2 separate regions of the Ovis aries genome follow, and region 1 is linked to region 2. A link is a contact called in public Hi-C data. All regions are on one chromosome and are shown on one strand. Each heading gives the region's core, a stretch centred on a gene start, on an enhancer-like site or on the middle of the called end of the contact. The rest is flanking DNA. Distances are from core to core; before and after follow the strand shown.

Region 1 (6,974 bases), core at 1,258-3,757, 590 kb before region 2:
AGGCAGGAGGAGAAGGGGGTGAAAGAGGATGAGATGGTTGGATGGCATCACTGAGTCAATGGATATGAATTTGAGCAAACTCCGGGAGATCGTGAAGGACAGGGAAGCCTAGTGTGCTGCAGTCCGTGGAGTCACAAAGAGCTGGACACGACTAAATGAATGAACAACTTCATTGCTACAGAGCAAGCCGTCCCCAAACAAAAGGATGTCACCTCATTATGCTCACAGTTTTGTGGGCCAGGAATTAGGGTACCATCCAGAGAAGGGGTTCAGCTCTGCTCCAGAGTGGCTGGGCTGTCATCTGGGGTGCTTAGAGATGGCTGAAACCATATGTCTAAAGTTTCACTTATGGCGGAAGATTGGATTCCAGGTTTTTCTCACAAAATTTAAGATCCTCTTTAATCTGCCAGAGAGGCAGACTTTAAAAAAACTATCCACGTTAATAACTATTACAATGAAGACAAAGTACAGGCTTCTTTCCAGTAATCAGGACTTCTTGATTGCAGATGACAGAAACCCAACCCAAATGTGCTAATGAAAAGAAGGAAATTTAGCAATCCACCTGAGAAGTTAGCGGCTGAATCCCAAAGCTGTAATGATAATATCAAGAATCTTGTTCCCTATCTGTGGATGAGAATTACCTCTTCACTCCACTGGTTTTATTCTCAGGCTGGGGCTCCTTAGTTGATGGCTAAGAAGACCACCAGCTGCTACACATTCTTAGCAAACTCAACTGGAAAAGAGGCTTCCTCTTTCTTAATAGTTATATCAGATGATTCTGGAATTAAATCTTGTTGGGCATGTTTAGGTCACAAGGCCACTCCTGGACCAACCACTGTTGCCTTGGAGATGAAATGCTTTGGATGGCAAGGTCTGGATGACATGTGCACCTCTGTGACCTGGGAATGGCATCAGCCCTACATGAACCACAAGTGGAGATGGGTGTTTCTCCAAGATGGAATGAGAGCTTCTTTTATTAGAAGAGGGCAATAGATGTAACCAGACAAATTACATGAAGTACCCATGAGGGCTTCCCAGGTGGCCCTGGTGGTAAAGAACCTGCCTGCCAATGCAGGAGACATAAGAGATGTGAGTTCAATTCCTGCGTTGGAAGATGCCCTAGAGGAGGGCATGGCAACCCATTCCAGTTTTCTTGCCTGCAGCATCTAATGGACAGAGGAGCCTGAAGGGCTATAGTTCATAGTGTCACAAGAGTTGGACATGACTTAAGTGACTTAGCACACTTCAAGTATTCTTCCCTGTCTAATTCAGTGAAACTGTGAGCCATGCCATGTAGGGCCACCCAAGATGGACAGGTCATAGTGGAGAGTTCTGACAAAACATGGTCCGCTGGAGAAGAGAATGGCAAACCACTTCAGTATTCTTGCCTTGAGAATCCCATGAACAGTATGAAAAGGCAAAAAGATAGGACACCAAAAGATGAACTCCTCAGATCCATAGGTGCCCAATATGCTACTGGAGAAGAGTGGAGAAATAACTCCAGAAAGAATGAAGAGATGAAGCCAAAGCGAAGACAACTCCCAGTTGTGGGATGTGATTGGTGATGGAAGTAAAGTCCGATGCTTTAAAGAACAATGTTGCATAGGAACCTGGAATGTTAGGTCCATGAATCAAGGTAAATTGCAAGTGGTCAAACAGGAGATGGCAAGAATTAACATCAACATTTTGGGAATCAGTGAACTAAAACAGACTGGAATGGGCAAATTTAATTCAGATGACCATTATATCTACTACTGTGGGCAAGAATCCCTTAGAAGAAATGGAGTAGCCCTCATAGTTAACAAAAGAGTCCGAAATGCAGTTCAGTTAGGTTCAATTCAGTTGCTCAGTCGTGTCCTACTCTTTGCAACCCCATGAATCACAGCACGCCAGGCCTCCCTGTCCATCACCAGCTCCCGGAATTCCACTCAAACTCACGTCCATCAAGTCAGTGATGCCATCCAGCCATCTCATCCTCGGTCGTCCCCCTTTCCTCCTGCCCCCAATCCCTCCCAGCATCAGAGTCTTTTCCAATGAGTCAACTCTTCGCATGAGGTGGCCAAAGTACTGGAGTTTCAGCTTTAGCATCATTCCTTTCAAAGAACACCCAGGGCTGATGTCCTTTAGAATGGACTGGTTGGATCTCCTTGCAGTCCAAGGGACTCTTCTCCAACACCACAGTTCAAAAGCATCAATTCTTCGGCGCTCAGCTTTCTTCACAGTCCAGCTCTGCAGTAATTGGATGCAATCTCAAAAAAGACAGAATGATTTAGCACACATATGAGGCTAAAAACACAGAGTGACCTGCCTTGAAGAAGAGGTTCCTCCTTGGGCTATTACTTCTAATTATTCAACTTAAATTTATTGCATTTTCATTTTATATTATGCACTGGACTCATTGTAACTGGGATATAAAATGAATAGACAAATGGGTAATGGAGGGTGTTCAAGAGACCTTGGGGTTCATCAAGGGAAAAGATATGACCACTAGGTGGCAGTAGCTCACACAGGCTGTATTGAATGACCCTTTGGTAGTTTGCATGTGAAATCCTGCACAGCCGGAGACTATCCAGAAATGCAGAAGGTCAATACTCAGGGGGGAGGTGGGCAAGGAACTCATGGGGGAGAGAGGGGTCCTCCAGGGGACTTAGGTGTCCAGGTGATGTCACTTGCCAGCACAGTGGGGAGTCTGGGTCAGAGACCAGTAGGGTCTTGGGGTCTTTATGTACCAGGGCTTATCTCACCAATGGCTAGCAGAGATTGGGCACAGTGTTGTGGGGTTTGCAAAGCAGTTGGTGTATGAGTGTGAAGTTGCTTCAGTTGTGTCCGATTCTGCGACCTTTTCAGCTGTAGCCTGCCAGGCTCCTCTATCCAAGGGTTTCTCCAGGCAAGAATACTGGAGTGGGCTGCCTTGCCCTCCTCCAGGGAATCTTCATGACCCAGGGATCAAACTCAGGTCTCCTGCATTGCAGGTGGATTCTTTACCATATGAGCCATCAGGGAAGCCAGAGACTTCTCTTTAAGTCTTCTGCATTGGCAGGTGGGTTCTTTACCACTAGCCCACCTGGGAAGCCCTTGCGAAGCAGGCAGACTCTAAATAGTTAACAATCTGCTTATTTAGTCTGTATTTAAAATATTTGGATGTAAAACATTTGCGTTTGGCACCTGCTGCCTTTTGAGCTAATGGGTCTCAGCCTGCAGTGAAGAAATAAACACCGTAGACTAATACACAGAGACCATCTTGATTTATTTATATAACAAAGATTCAGTAATTACACTCAGTTACAAACATAGCCACTAGTTAATATCAGTAAGTTAAAGACTTGAGGTATAAACTGTAGAATAATCATAATAGTAAATACCATGTAACAGTCATGTGCCACATACTTTGTGCAAATGATCTGATTAATTGTAACTCTCAGAAACTCTGTGAAATTGTTCCTATTATTATCCCCACTTAGAGATGGGGAAGCTGAGGCCTTAAGCAGCTTACTCAAGGTTATACAGCTAGTTGGAGAGGTGGACACGATTGAGACCAGGCTTCTAGAATCCATACTCTCAAACTGACTGCCAGAGCATCTTTAGAGAGCTGAATCATCTTTCTTGGTCTCGGTTTTCTCACCTTGAAAACTATGAGGATATCACCAAGTGATCACCCACAGCCAGCCTGACACTCTTTATGCCTTGGATTGCTCTCTGTGGTACCCTAGGAGGAAACACATCAATTCAGCCTCCTTGGCTACATCTTGAAGGAAATGATGAGAATGGAATGGCAATAGGTAGGGGACCAGAAGGACAGTATGTTTGCCCAAAGGAGAACACAGCACAATGGAGCAACAAGGGGTGTGTGGGGTGGAGGTGGTATAATGCAGGAATTCTGTGTGCAGGCTCTGGGTAGATATGAGTCCTGTCTTCTTCTGACCGGTGCATAATCCTTGATGAATCTCTTAACCTGAGTGTCTTCATTTGTACGATAGGAACGATGATAATGACCCTTCAGTAGAATCATTGGGGTGACTAAGTGAGGTATTGCCTATTAAACATGTAACACCATGGTTGCAAATATTGAGTCCCCATAGGTGTTTGCTGTAATATTGTTAATAATAATTATTATTATCAGTGAAGGAACTATGTGATGGAAAGAGAAGATTCAAAGAAGTATAGATAGGGGAACATCAACGAAGGGCTTCAGTCCTAGATATTTTTAGTACATGAAATGTTTACTGTGCCAGGCACTCTGCCATCTGCTTATTTTACATTTGCCAAAGGGGGAAAAAAAACCCTCTAGACTTGTTCCCTGCCTTTACTTTTATTGTGTCCCACTTGGCTGGTGTTGGTGGTATAACACCCCATTTGTGGTGGTGTTCTCTAACCAGACATTATTTTGGATCAGGAGTGTGGGTATTGTGGCAAGATTATGAGGATAGGAGTTGGAAAGTCATGTCACGGCCTTGGGTCTCATCTGTTGTGTATGTTTCTGAGCTGCAGATGGTGACTGCAGCCATGAAATTAAAAGACACTTGGCTCCTTGGAAGAAAAGCTATGACCAACCTAGACAGCATATTAAAAAGCAGAGACATTACTTTGCCAACAAAGGTCTGTCTAGTCAAAGCTATGGTTTTTCCAGTAGTCATGTATGGATGTGAGAGTTGTACATAAAGAAAGCTGAGCACTGAAGAACTGATGCTTTTGAACTGTGGTGCTGGAGTCCCTTGGACAGCAAGGAGATCCAACCAGTCCATCCTAAAGGAAACCAGTCCTGAATATTCATTGGAAGGACTGATGCTAAAGCTGAAACTCCAATACTTTGGCCACCTGATGTGAAGAACTGACTCATTTGAAAAGACCCCAATGCTGGGAATGATTGAAGGCGGAAGGAGAAGGGGATGACAGAATATGAGATGGTTGGATGGAATCACTGACTCAATGGACATGAGTCTGAGTAAGCTCCGGGTGTTGGTGATGGACAGGGAAGCCTGGTGTGCTGCAGTTCATGGGGTTGCAAAGAGTCGGACATGACTGAGTGACTGAACTGAACTGAACTGGTAGCTCAGTGTGCTCCAACCTTCCTGTGTCTAAATAAGAGAGAAAAGCTATATAGAGTGTTTAAAATTTTATAGTCACAACTCCAAAAAGTTGTTTGTTGTTGTTGTTTTCACGTTACTATAACGAAATTAAACTTGGATCTGGAGCCAACATTTCAACTGATAATAACTCAGTCCCTTCTGGTTGAAAACTTTGTACCTCTGCATAAATATCAAATAAATTCAAATTACTCCCCTTTCCATTCTCTTTCTCTTCTCTCTGGGTTATTGGGAGGCTGATATACAGTAAGTCCCCTGCATATGAATGAGTTCTGTTCTGAGAGTGTGTTAAGTCCAATTTGTTCGCAAGTCCAACAAAGTGAACCTAGGTACCCAACTAACACTATTAGCTATATAGCGCTGTTCTGTAGTATGTTAATAATACTTTTCACACAAATAATACATAGGCAACAAATAAACGCACAAAAATGTTTTGAGCTCATAGTACAGTGCCTTGAAAAGTACAGTAGACAGTACGTCAGCTGGCATATTGGGACTGGCATTGAGTGAAGAGGCAAGAAGAGTTACTGAATGGAGAAGGGAGAAGAGGAGGGAGACGGTTGAGCTGAAGGATCATCAGCAATAGGAGTCAGGGGCCAGCTGCAATTTCACTCATGCATGATGTTGATGGCATCAGGTTCTGGGTTCTTGCTGGAACCAGAAGCATGGTCACATCTTTGAAAGTTTGTATGTAGGGGACTTAGTGGACTATCCTATCTTGGGGTCCACGAATCTCCCTCTGGGTACTTCTGGACTCACTGGAGATATCTGCAGTCCTCATGATGCTAAGGGAGACTGGAGGTGGGATAGTGAGGGTGGTAGGGCTGTAGTGCCATCTCAGATCCTCTTGGACCTGAAATGCCATCGCCTGTTGTTTCCACCCTCATACTGGCAGGTGCACTGCGAGGTTGTCCCCACCCCTAGTGCCCAGGGTAGGACATAAGACATTAAGTCACTCTGCTTTCAGATCCCCAAGTCTATCTGAGTGTATTTCTACCATCTCCTTCTGAGTACAAGGATTCAAATTAGGCAGGAATCAGGTCCCATACTTCCTCTTTTTCTTGTTCATCTTTCTCTGTTTTAGCCAAGCTTATTCCCTAGTCCAGGGAAATATTTTAGAGCCTTCCTGTGCAATGAAAATCTGCTCTGATATCATATTCTGTATTCTTCCTATTTTATGGCTTGTAGCTACAACTCTATGCTCAGTTGTCTGAGACTGATTCTCTATTGTTCAAAATCATCATTGATTTATTTGCTATCTGTAGTGCTTACTCTTGGAGAAGGCAATGGCACCCCACTCCAGTACTCTTGCCTGGAAAATCCTATGGACGGAGGAGCCTGGTAGGCTGCAGTCCATGGGGTTGCTAAGAGTCGGATATGACTGAGCGACTTGACTTTCACTTTTCACTTTTATGCATTGGAGAAGGAAATGGCAACCCACTCCAGTGTTCTTGCCTGGAGAATCCCAGGGACAGGGGAGCCTGGTGGGCTGCCGTCTATGGGGTCGCAAAGCGTCGGACATGACTGAAGTGACTTAGCAGCAGCAGCAGCAGCAGCAGTGCTTACTCTGGGCTTGCTTGGTAGCTCAGCTGGTAAAGAATCCACCTGCATTGCAGGAGACTCTGGTTTGATTCCTGGGTCAGGAAGATTCCCTGGAGAAGGGATAGGCTACCCACTCCAGTATTCTTGGGCTTCCCTCGTGGCTCAGACAGTAAAGAATCTGTCTGCAATGAGGGAGACCTAGATTTGATCCTTGGGTTGGGAAGATCCCCTGGAGGAGGGCATGGCAACCCACTTCAATATTCTTGCTTGGAAAAATTCCATGGATGGAAGGAGCCTGTCAGGCTACAGTCCGTGGGGTCACAAAGTGTTGGTCACAACTGAGTGACT
Region 2 (6,177 bases), core at 1,431-3,930:
CACTCCGGAGCCCAAATTCTAGCCTTGAATCCTGAAACAAAAGACCACATTCCGGACATGCAAAATGTTTGTCCTTCCAGTTCTGTTTCTTCCCTATCCAAGGGCATATGTAAGGAAGGATGCATTGAAACCAGCCTTTAAGAGGCACCATGAGGAGCCTGGTGGGCTAGAGTCTGTGGGGTCACAAAGACTAGGACACAACTGAGTGCACATGTGCACACACACACACACACACACACACACACATTGAACTCCTGACTCAGAGCCATGAACACTTGGACTAATAAGTCCCATCAGCTCTGTAGATATGGTTCTTGGTCTGCCCGTGCTGCCAGTGGCCGAATCCTCGGGGGAGGTGGGGGGGCAAGGTGCCCCCTAAAAAGGACCCAGTACTCCTTTCGGAAGCAGAAGCTGCACCAAACAGCCTACCAAGGAAAGTCATTCAGCTGGCCCAGCAGCGAGAACTAAGGCTGGACCTTCCTATGGGGAAGTATCTGAGAGGCTGCTGCTTCTAGGACACTGTCATGAAGAGGGGACAGTGTTAAGGAATGCCATTTCCATCCTTCCCAACTAATAGAAGCAAATTAGACAGAAGGTCAGCTGGAAAATGAGCTCATGTGTATTAGTGTCTTCCAGGACACTGTCATGTGCAATTTATTAACGTTTCTCATTTCCTGAGATAGGTTTTCTGCTCTGCAGGTTACACATGAGGAACATAGGGTTCAGAGAGGTGAAGACAATTCCCCAAAACTGAACAGGGAGTAAGAGATGGAATGAGGATTCGATCCAGGGAAAGTGTCAGGACTTCACATCACTCTCGCCACTGTGCATGTGGCACCTGCAGGCCTTACTGTGGTAGAGATCACGTGTTGTACACTGTAAAATCATCCCCTCCATTAATTCCTATCATGTCCCAGGCTCTAAATACAGAGAACATGCCAGATACGGCCTCTGCCCTCATGGAATTAATACTGAAGAGAGAGACAGTAAATAATGACACACTGCACAGTCAACTGCTTATTTACAGCTGCAGTAAGCGCCACCAAAGAGAAGGCTGGGTGCCTGAGAGTATGTTCATGATTTACCCACGCCTCCCTATCTCTGTTGCTGGTACCCTGGTCCCAGCCAACATATATCTCTCCTGGGGTTCTGCTGTCCCTGAACGGGTCTCTCTGCTGCTACTCTGGCCAGTCAGAGGGATCTCTTAAACTTAAATCTGATTACATCGCTGCTCTGCTCAAACCCCTCAGAAGCTCCCACCCCAATTAGAGAAGAACTCAAAGTCTTTCCATGGTCCACAGGCCCAAGCTCCCTCCCCCTCCTCGTCTTCCCTCTTACCCATGGTGCTAGAGCTTACCCACACCACCTCCTGCTGGCTATTTCCTGCACACCCTAAGGTGGTTCCACCTCTGGGCCTTTGCACTGGCTGGCTGATCTGCCAGGAACCCCTTTCCCCTGGCATTGCAGGGACTGACCCCCACTTTCCTTAGGGCTCTGAAGACCAGCGTTCTATTATGGTTGCCCCACCCTGCCGTCTCCTTTATCCTACTGCTTTTTTCTTTTAAAAAAAAATTTTACGTGTTTCTTTTTGGCTGTGCTGGGTCTTCGTTCCTGCACTGCACACAGGCTTTCTCTAGTGTGGGGATCGGGGCTACCCTCTAGCTGCGGTGCGCAGGCTTCTCCCTGCGCTGGCTTCTCTTCCTGGGGAGCACAGGCTTTGGTGCGCGGGCTTCAGTAGCTGGCAGCACGTGGGCTTGGTGCTTGCCAGCTCTCAGGCTCTAGAGCGCGGCCTCAGTAGTTGTGGAGCACAGGCTTAGTTGTCCCACAGCATGTGGGATCTTCCCGCTCTAGGGAGCAAACCCATGTCCCTGCATTGTCAGGCAGATTCTTATCCCCTTTGCCACCAGGGAATTCCCTTTCTTCCTTCCTTATCCACACTTCCTAGTCTTGACCTCTGGGACTGACCAGTGGAGGCTGCCCATGATTGGAGCCCAGATCTGTGCAGTCTGGTCACCCTCATACCCGTTCCGTGTTGTTCCTACCATTTAGCCCAACTCCCAAGGAGGTACTGGCACTGCCCTCTGCTTGGACACTGGGTGGACAAATCCCTTCTCAAGAAGCATCTGGTGGGACTGTCTTCAGAGCAGGTGAAGAGTATTTGAGCATTCTTGTTCTCAATTAGCTGGGTAATTGGTTCTGCACTGGATTTCTCACTGGCGATGCTGCAGAGGTCCTAGTAAAGGGATTCAGAGGGAAAGAAAAACATTTCTAAGCGGCAGGATGCTAGCTTGCCCCCAGAACCTCCCGCCAGGTGTGCAGCATACTTACAGAGCGCACATGGTGAGGGGGCGGGGCTGGGGACGCTTGTCATGATTGCAGGCTCCACCACAGTCCACTCTCCATGTCCTTTCCTCTCACATCAGGTCATTCCCATCCTCTCGTGAGCTGCACATGAAGGTCTTGAAGGCCTTTGAGGAGGGGCTGCTGTTTGTAACAGCAGCTGCTGATCCTTGAGGCACGGCTTGATTGCAGCGCGTGCTCTCTGCTCTCTCCGTGAGGAAGAGAGAGATGTGGATGTGTGTTGCTTTTCTTGCTCTTTGGACAGAAAGACAGTATTGAAGCCACCCAGTCGCCACCCGGTGAATGCGGAAGAGAATTGACTCACAGTTCTCAGGCTCATTTCAGCTTGAATGAGAATACTGTGCCCTGCCCCCTGGAGGCTCCTTGAGGATTAACAGTAAGAGCCAATAGCATCTGGGCTCCACCAGCCTGGTTAGCACTTTGCACGCACCTTATGGGGTCGCAAAGAGTCAGACACGACTGAGCAACTTCACTTTCACTTTCACTTCAGATCCCCTGGAGAAGGAAATGGTAACCCATTACAGTATTCTTGCCTGGAGAATTCCAGGGACAGAGGTGGCTTGTGAACTACAGTCCATGGGGTCATAAAAGAGTCAGACACAACTAAGCGACTAACACACACACACACATCCATTATTCCAGAAAACAGCCCTTGGACCTGTTATTATCCCTGTTTCCTGGGTGCAGAAACTGAGGTGCAGGAAGCTACTCAGTGCAGGTCACACAGCCAGGCGAGCTGGGAGTCAGAGCTGTGCAGGCTGGCTCCAAAGCCTCATTTCACCAGGACATGGTGCTTCACCTCTGAAGCCCGAGGAGTCTTGTCCTATACAGCCCTAGCTGCCAAGTGTTTGGTGCAGAGTAGTTGCTCAGTTAGTGTTTTCTGGGTGAATGGAGGTCTTGGGCACATCATGGACCCCAGTGTGGAAGGAAAGGGGTGAGGTATTGAGGACCCACTGCTGTCCAGGCCCGAAGCAGGGTGCTTCTGCTCCATTATCCCATTTGTGCCAAACATCATTCATGGAGAGGTTATTAGGCGGCATCTAGGACATTTGATAGGTTGCCACTGATACCCAGGTGGCTCAGTGGTGAAGAATCTGCCTGCCAATGCAGGAAATGCAGGTTCCATATCTGGGTTGGGAAGATCCCCTGGAGAAGGAAATGGCAACCCACTCTAGTATTCTTGCCTGGAGAGTTCCATGTACAGAGAAGCCTGGAAAGCTACAGTTCATGGGGTCGTAAAGAGTCAGACAACTGAGCAGATAACACTTTCTTTCCAGGGACCTTCTCCCATGAGAATCTCCCAACCAGACAGGTGGGCAAGGTCATCACCCTCAATTTGGAGATGAGAAAACTGAGACTCTGAGAGGTCCATGGCTCGGCCACTATCAGATGACATGGCTGAGCTTTGAACCTGGACACCCATACCCCAGTCCTGAACCATCTTCCTTTGATTCATTGCTTCAATACCCTCTGCTCACTCCCATCAGGCTTCCTTCCTTCTCATCACAAAATAGCGATGACACCTAACTGAGAATTCCTGGCTCACGTTAGGCACCATATAAGTGCTTTTCATATAAATTAACTCTTTCATTCTCATAGCAACCCCGTAAGGTGTGTACCTTTAGTATCCTCATTTTACAGACTGGGAAACCAGGGCCCAGAGGAGTCAAGCAGCTTGCCCAAGGTCACACAGCTAGTGACAGAGCCAGGTCCTCTAGAATCATGCACCTAACTATTTCACTCTATTGCCTTTCTAAAATATTGTTTATTCATTAAACTATGTGTCAGTTGCTAAGACATGTCAAAAAAGACATAGTCTCTACCCTCAGTGAGTATGATTTGGAGCTTGAAGGGTGTATTAGCTTTCCCTTGCTGCATAGCTAGGTCCCACAGACTCGCCACCATGCCCATTTGTTATCTCACAGGCTCTGTAGGTCAGGAGTCCAGGCAGGGCTGAACTGTGCTGTCCTCTTACATTCTCACAAGGCTAGAATCAAGATCCCGGTGGGACTGTGTTCTCTTCTGGAGCTCGGATTCTTCTTCCAAGCTCATGTGGTTGTTGGGAGAATTCAGTTCCTTGTATTTGTAGAACCAAGACCCTCCATTCCTCGAGACCACTGTCATCCCCCGCCATGTAGCCCTCTCATTAGTGTGATAGTTCGCTCCTCTAAGGCCAATGGGAGGGCATATATTGTGGCTTCTCAACTCTCTCCTCTAGACTCTTGTTTAAAGGGCTCACCTGATTAGTCCAGGCCCACCTACAATCATCTGCCTCTTGATGTGCTCAAGGTCAACTGATTAGGGGTGTTAATTATACCTGCAGAATCCCTTTACCTTTGCCATCTAATGTAACCCCATCACAGGAGTGAAATGCCAATTAAAAGTCCCACTGACACTCAGGACAGAGATTATACAGTTGTGAACATGAGTGGGGGTGGCAATCTTGCTGGCCATTCTAGAGTTCTGTCTACCATGCAGGAGAGGTATGTGAGAGCAGAGAGTAAGAGGAGCAAGGAAGAGACCCCACCTAGCTTGAGGGTGGACCAGGAAGGCTCCCCAAGGAGGCAAGTGGAAGTTACTAAGAGGAGGTGAAGGGAGGGGGCACCCCAGGTAAGACGGCTGTATGATACAGCACTGTGGTCTGCAGTGATGTCTCAGAATGTTGCAGCTGCAGTGAGGTGAGGGAGGGAAGCACCAGGGAGAAGAGCTGGCACAGCTTAAGCTCAGGATGTTGGAATCCCCAGTGTACAGACGTGAAAACTGAGGCTCCCAGAGTTTGAGTGAACACCTCAAGGCACTCACCTTGTCAGAGTCAAAACAGAAACTTGGATAAGCCAGGAAGCTCATCCCACACCCTCGGGAGCTCTGCACAATGCCGACCCTCACCTTTAATGAAACACAGAAGAGGGGACTCCTTGGAGCCAATGGCTTCGTTTCTGTGTGTGGATCACTCACTCACATACAGAGACTGCCAGCTCACACTTGCATAGTGATGCCCAGGACGACATTCACCAGAGAAATGATTGATCTTTCCTTCATGAGTCAGTAGGGAACAGAAATAGGTTCTTTGAGGGATGTTTTATCCCCAAACACAGTTTTCAGGGCATTTGTGTTTGGTGTGTTTAACAAATTACTGTTTCATGGGGTTTCTGGAAGCAAGTTGTGTGTGTTTTGGTTTTAAAGACACAGATTTAAATTTTGGAGCCAGCAGACTGGCAAGCAGCAAACATGCTAGGCAGGTGGGAGGCATTGAAAACTGGGGGAAAGCTTGGCATTAAGTTTGAGAAAATGGGACTTCCCTCGTGGACCAGTGGTTAAGAATCCACCTGTCAATGTGGGGGACACGGGTTCGATCCCGGGTCAGAGAGGATCCCATGTGCTGCAGAGCAGCTAAGGCCATATGCCACAGCAATTAATCCCGCTGTTTAGAGCCCATGCTCTGCAATGAGAGGCCCACAAGGTGCACCACAACTAGAGAGTCACCCCTGCTCACGGAAACTAGATAAAAGCCCACACGGCAACGAAGACCCAGCACAGCCATAAAGAAATAGATTAATAAATTTTTTTAAATAGAGAAAATGATTACTTACCCTTCCAAACCATTCTTAGTTTATTAAGACCTTCATTAATACATGATGTTTTTTCAGCTGCATTTCTTGAGCCCCTTGTAAATGCTGGTGAGTGCCAACAATGAGGGAATCAGAGATAAATAATATACAAACAACAGTGACAGTCGTCATGGATGTTTATGAAGTACCTGTAATATGTCAAGCATGATGGCAGATACTTTACTGTATTATCTCATTTTATCCTCCC

The links. Hi-C and Micro-C count contacts between places; a contact is called where the count stands out from the background.
Region 1: a Hi-C map of hypothalamus shows a contact between it and region 2, with 5 times the contacts expected there. The contact joins two enhancer-like sites. A contact is called at or near these places in 2 of 16 Hi-C or Micro-C datasets (hypothalamus and tail adipose tissue).

What each region holds. Positions count from the first base shown.
Region 1 is chr12:52,670,709-52,677,682 of ARS-UI_Ramb_v3.0, reverse strand. The region is part of intron 1 of KAZN (kazrin, periplakin interacting protein); the gene reads left to right. Among named protein-coding and RNA genes, the nearest start is that of KAZN, 330 kb to the left of the region's middle. Within about 2 kb of position 2,507, at least 9 of the 54 cell types and tissues checked have an H3K27ac peak or open chromatin away from gene starts, as enhancers often do. A contact at or near this core is called in hypothalamus, where this site is marked.
Region 2 is chr12:52,083,179-52,089,355 of ARS-UI_Ramb_v3.0, reverse strand. The region is part of intron 3 of KAZN (kazrin, periplakin interacting protein); the gene reads left to right. Among named protein-coding and RNA genes, the nearest start is that of TMEM51, 450 kb to the right of the region's middle. Within about 2 kb of position 2,680, at least 9 of the 54 cell types and tissues checked have an H3K27ac peak or open chromatin away from gene starts, as enhancers often do. A contact at or near this core is called in hypothalamus, where this site is marked.